Regions from separate parts of the Zea mays genome. Here region 2 is linked to region 1. Evidence: chromatin contacts called from public Hi-C data. All regions are on one chromosome and are shown on one strand. Each heading gives the region's core, a stretch centred on a gene start, on an enhancer-like site or on the middle of the called end of the contact. The rest is flanking DNA. Distances are from core to core; before and after follow the strand shown. Region 1 holds the start of LOC100281578 (chloroplast outer envelope protein 86). Region 2 overlaps LOC100037819 (ragged seedling 1).

Region 1 (2,748 bases), core at 128-2,627:
GCGGACCGTCCGGCCTCCAGGCGCGGACCGTCCAGCCCGTCAGGCAGGGAACCGAGCCCTGCGCCAGGTCGCAGACCGTTCGGCCCCTGGCCGCGGACCGTCCGCGCCTCCGCAGAGAGCACCGCCGCCGGTTCTCAACGCAGTGATTGGCGCCTAGATCGGCACCAACAATACCCATGCCTTGGCTATTTATGTTCGGCCAGTTATTAAGAAATGAAACCGTACACAGGTTTCAAAATGGTACCTGATCTAGGCAGCCTACTGTTGACACAAGGCACCCATGGGTCCCCAGAATTTCGGTAATGTGATGTCATTAGCTGCATATGGAAAACGATAATTTGTTAATGTTAAAAGCAAAATCATTTGATAAATGATCAAAGGTTGGTTCCCACAACGGACAAAAGTAGGCAATGCAATAAGGTAATTTGCATGTGAACACATTGCGAGGGAAGTCATAAGGCCTAAATTTTTTATTTAAAAATAAAATAAATAGCAGAAGTTTACTGACTAACTTCCAGGTGATTTTATTCAAAGCCTGCTTATTTGGAACAAAAAGAAGCTTAAACTACAAGCATTAGATTCCTTGTTTGACAAAGTATACAACTATGAGACAGTTTGCTACTTAAGAGTAAATTGATCTCTTGAGCATTGGAGAAGTACTGATTGTTAAATAAGATATATGAGAATGGCCGGCTAGAGGCGCTCGAACACAAGGTGGTTGCGGTACACCAACCCAGGCTAAGCGTGAGGGGGCACGTCCGCGGGGCTGGGGAGGGAGCGGGGACGGACGGAGGAGGCCACCGTCACTGCCAGGCACGGGCCTCCCGTCACCGCCTCGCCCACGGAGTCAGCGGATAGCCTCTTGTCAAGCAAGAACATGAGCAGCCCCCCCCCCCGGCGTAGGCGAGTGCGAGGAGTAGGGCGGCGACCGCGACGCGCCTCCGCGCCCAGGCTTCCTTGTAGTGAGTGGCGGCGGCGGATTGCTGCGCGGCTGCCGGTCCTCGTCGATGCGCGTGCGTTGGGGGGGGAGGAGGGAGCGAAGGATAGGGGTGCAGGAGCGAGAAAATCATAAAAAGCGATGAGGTGAGCGGCGAGGGCCGACAGGGAGACGGGGGAGGACGACAGGCAGGCGCGAGAGGTAGGTTGCGACAGGGGTATCGTAAGGTGGACCTAGCATGGTATCCCTATGGACGTCCTTGTTAAGCTCTTATAGAGTAGTAATTGACTCTTATAGAGTAGTAATAGACATAGATAATAGACAATAGATTTTAATTATACTAAAAGAGAGGAGCCAATAGCAATAAACTTTTATGGAGGAGCCAAACTGTAATAGCAATAAACTCGCTCGGTTGAGCCAGCCACGCAAAAAAGGGGATAAACGAATAGACCCACCGCATCTCAACATCCTCTCCTCGTCTTCTCCCAACGCCGCCGCAGCGTTCTTGTCGGGCTCCGGTCAGGTACGTCGAGCTCGGGCCAGTTGCGATGTCCCTGCTTGGTTTTATTATACGGGAGATTCGGCAGTCCGCTACGAGGTGAAGTGGGAGAACGGGGAGGAGGGTGAAAGATTGGGGTTTCCTCGCTCTTTAACTTGGGGCAGATTTGTTCTCTGATTTTCTTCTACCCCCCTCTGCAGGTGAAGTATGCTGATGAACTTCAGGGACTGGATCTCGTACCGGCTCGGTTCCTCGCTGCTGTCCGCCAGGCCGTTCGCGCTTTCCCCCGGTGCTGATGACGGCGCCTCCGAGGGTGATGCTCATGGTGCGCTCCCTTTCCCTGGTGATTGTTGTTTTCAACAACGGCGTTCCCCATGGTTATAGACTTGGAATTTTTGTTTCTCTGAAATGTCATCTTGTAGTCTAGTCTGCTGTTGCTGAAAATAGTCTTGATGTTGTTAGGCTTAAAACCTAGCCCTCAGTTATATGATATGGAACCGGATAAATTGACCAGATGGCCTATTGCATGTCATTCTTATTCGCCATTCCCATCACACGGGCCTAATTACTGGGGCTTGCAGGAGAGGCTAGTGTGCTTGCGATGGGACTGAGGGTTTTTGCCTTTCCGGGTTGGTCTGGCAATGTGCTTGGCTTAATCTTTTGGCTATTCATATTAGGTTTTTAGCATGTTTTAGGATTTTTTGTAGGGATAGGGCTTTTACTATTATATTGGGAATTTAGCATGTCATACTAATCATTACGTCTAACGGACAAAGCGAACACATTGGTTTTTCAGCTTCCATCGTTGTATGTGTTACTGCAACCCCATGATGTGCTCTTAACCAAAAAAAAATTATTGCTTCTTTTTTTCTGTCAGCTACATCCTGATGTGTCCTATACTGTCCTCAAGGACCCTCTTGCTAATTATCATTTTTAATTTCATCACATGTGGGCATATTTTAAATTCTATGATACATTTTTTATCCTCCTGTTCTTAATAATTTTAATGTGGCTTGCTTAATGAATGTTATAATTCAGGTACAGCACACAATGACTTTGTAGATACTGTTACTGCCAATACATTTTCTTCTAATGATATGCGGGCGTCAGAGGTCACAGCCAACTCTGGTAGTGGTGCAATTTATTCTGGTATTGTTCAACAAGATGATGATAATAAGAAGTCAGATCCACTGATGAAAGTCGAGGCGCTTCAAATCAAGTTTCTGCGGTTAGTATACAGGACTGGAGTGTCTCCCAGTGCTGATGTAGTTGCACAGGTTCTGTACAGATTGCAGCTTGCAAATTTGATTAA
Region 2 (2,730 bases), core at 221-2,720, 320 kb after region 1:
TCTCCGTGCGTGCCGTTGAGGAGGACATGGTGGCGCCTGCCACGCTGAGGTTATCTTGGCGATGAGGAGTCCAGGTCTGAGATATTGAACAACCAAAGCTCGTAGTATGGCAGCAGTCGGTATATGTTATGGAGTTGGTGGTGGCGTTGTGTCGCTTCAGCGGGTCTAGGACTGGGAAGACACTCGCATTCTCTCGCCCTTCTCGGATTGACGCCGGGTGCGGGTGCCTCTCAGTTGGAGCTGCTCCAGTTGGGCTTTTTTTCTCCGCTTGCATGCTCTCTCCCTATATATCTAGCGGTATACTACCTATATCGCTTTCAAATGCCCAGGTCTTCGTTGTGTCCTTCTCTGGCAACGAACAGGTATGTCCGCCTCTTCCCTTCCCCTCCTGCTCTACAAAACCTTGGAAGTAGGGGAGGCGAGGGATGTTGTCTCTGATTTGCTGCCTATAGTACACGTGCGTTCATAAAAATTATTATACGAAGACCGGAGACAATCAATAAAAAATATTGAGATCTTTTTTATGGATAATTTATATGGGTATTGTTATAAGTCATCGCAACGCACGAGTAACCGACTAGTATATACATACATCACAGCAAGGGTTTCTCTTGCTGGTAATTTTTTTAAAAAAAATTTGGGCTTCGAGGCAAACATTTGGCAACTTGGTACGAAGAATCACTCTATCTAAAATAAATATTGCATTATAAGTTTATTACTCAAATTTACGTGGATTGGGCTTGTTCGGTTCGTTTTCAATCTATGTAGATTGAGTTGAATTATGTGGGTTTAAATCCTAAGCAAATCAAACTTATTTTTTTTATCTCACACAATCCATATGTACCGGAAATAACCGAATAAAATCTTAGTAGGATGGTATCTATTCCTCATATTAATACTAACTATGAACAATAAATAAGATAGCGATAGATCAACTTATTTTATTTCATAAACCAATCAAAAAAGTGAGCAGTGAGACAATGATGAACTAGCTCATTGCTCAAACGAAACACCATATGTGACTTAGGCCAACGCTTTTCGACCAAATCGGTCTTTCAACTATTTGGAATAGATTAATAAGATAGGTTAATCCCCGCAGGTAAATCAACAGCCAAATGAAAAATCCATACAGAAGGAAGTTAAAACAGAAATAACTCAATGCGCAAAGGGGACGGAAAACATAGAACCGACGAGGAATGCACAGAGAAGAAAAAAAACAGAAAGAGGCACTTTGACGATCGGAGCAGACATAATCAGTAAATTATCCGGGGCAAACCACCACCCGCAGTCAACAAGAGCGCTGGACCATATAAACTAGATATCACACTCCAGTTGTAGTTTGACCCATATGCCATCACAGGCAAACCGCTCAAGAGTTCAGATGCTTCAACCACACTACGACTGAGAGATACTTACTACACACGCGGCAACCACAGGGGGCACCATGTTTTCGCAACATCTACAGACTGTCCAGGCATTATTTCATGGATAAGCAAGCAGGAGCATGTACGAGACTGCTCCAAGCTTAGCTGGGGCCTAAGGAAAGCGCTTAGCCGCTGAAGCCCCCTTACGAGCTGGAGGCCTCGAAGGTATCTGGCTTATGCTTCTCCATCAGGCCCGTCAGGGCTGCGTCAAACTCCTTCTCCAGCTCCAGCTCCAGATCCATGTATTCTTTCTTGAGCTTCAACTTCTTGTCCTCGTGGACTTTGATCAGCTCATCTCGCTCAACTTCAAACTCTGCCACATCCTTGACTTGGCAATCAATGAACTTCTGCACATATTCCTTCCTGCACAAGACGCGGATGGATTGAGAATGATAAACAGCAACAGATATGCACATTGAACCTGTGATGCCTACATGAGACGACTGCAGCAGGAAACAGTTCTTGACGACTCTCATATGCATTGAGATGGAGCATTTACATTACTTTTAGTTCCAATTGTGGTGAGGCATGGTAACATGATCCAACCACGAATTAGTGACACACCTTAGCTGACGATCTTTCATAGTTCCAGAATCAACATCAAAGCGTCTGGCCTTTGAGCGCTCTTCCTGCAACAACTTCTCAAACTGCTTTTCTTTATCCTCTGTGGCCTTGTGAATATCCTCAATTAGACCATGAAAAATTTCCTCCTGGGACTTCATCTGCAAAGCATGGAAACAAGGTCAACAGGTAGTGAAATCGAAAGATGGCAACATCAAGGTCAAGTGGTCAACAACAGGTGGTCAAATTGAAAGCTGGCAGCATCAATCTTATCACAGAAGTATCAAAGTGCAAAATATAAGTGTGACCCTCCAAGAAACAGCAAACTCTATCATTGGCACAGATGAAAATTGTTGATCCACGCATGTTCATTAGTAGAAAATATAACCACTTGGGTAACCTTATTACCTCTTCCTCGTACTCCATGTGCTTCTCTTTTGCTTTACTCCTAACAAATATATTTTCTTCAATAGTCTCACGTAGCTTCTGGGTAACAACACCCAATGATTCTTCTACTGCTTTAGATCGCTGCTCTGTCTTAACCATCTTGTTCTTCAGGTAATTCAGTTGTTGGTTGTCTTCACTCATCTGTTTCATTTGAATCACCACCATCTCATTGTAAGACCTCATCTCATACTTCAGACGGCTTTTACCTGAAATTATAGTGAAGATAAAAATATAGTTAGCTATTAAAATGCTCGGCGTCCTGCTCGGTAGATGCAACATAACTACTACAGCTTGATGT

Evidence for each region. Hi-C and Micro-C count contacts between places; a contact is called where the count stands out from the background.
Region 2: a contact with region 1 is called in a Hi-C map of ear, with 3 times the contacts expected there. The contact joins the enhancer-like site here to the promoter of LOC100281578 in region 1. A contact is called at or near these places in 2 of 25 Hi-C or Micro-C datasets (ear and tassel).

The regions. Positions count from the first base shown.
Region 1 is chr6:26,742,612-26,745,359 of Zm-B73-REFERENCE-NAM-5.0, forward strand. It overlaps LOC100281578 (chloroplast outer envelope protein 86), which reads left to right and starts at 1,378. Exons shown (of 3, transcript NM_001368322.1): 1 at 1,378-1,460; 2 at 1,637-1,761; 3 at 2,475-2,748. The coding sequence starts at 1,644.
Region 2 is chr6:27,064,476-27,067,205 of Zm-B73-REFERENCE-NAM-5.0, forward strand. It overlaps LOC100037819 (ragged seedling 1), which reads right to left. Exons shown (of 6, transcript NM_001112519.1): 4 at 2,394-2,638; 5 at 1,989-2,146; 6 at 1,231-1,787. The coding sequence ends at 1,568. Among protein-coding and RNA genes, the nearest start is that of LOC100037819, 6.3 kb to the right of the region's middle. Within about 2 kb of position 1,471, at least 5 of the 20 cell types and tissues checked have an H3K27ac peak or open chromatin away from gene starts, as enhancers often do. A contact at or near this core is called in ear, where this site is marked.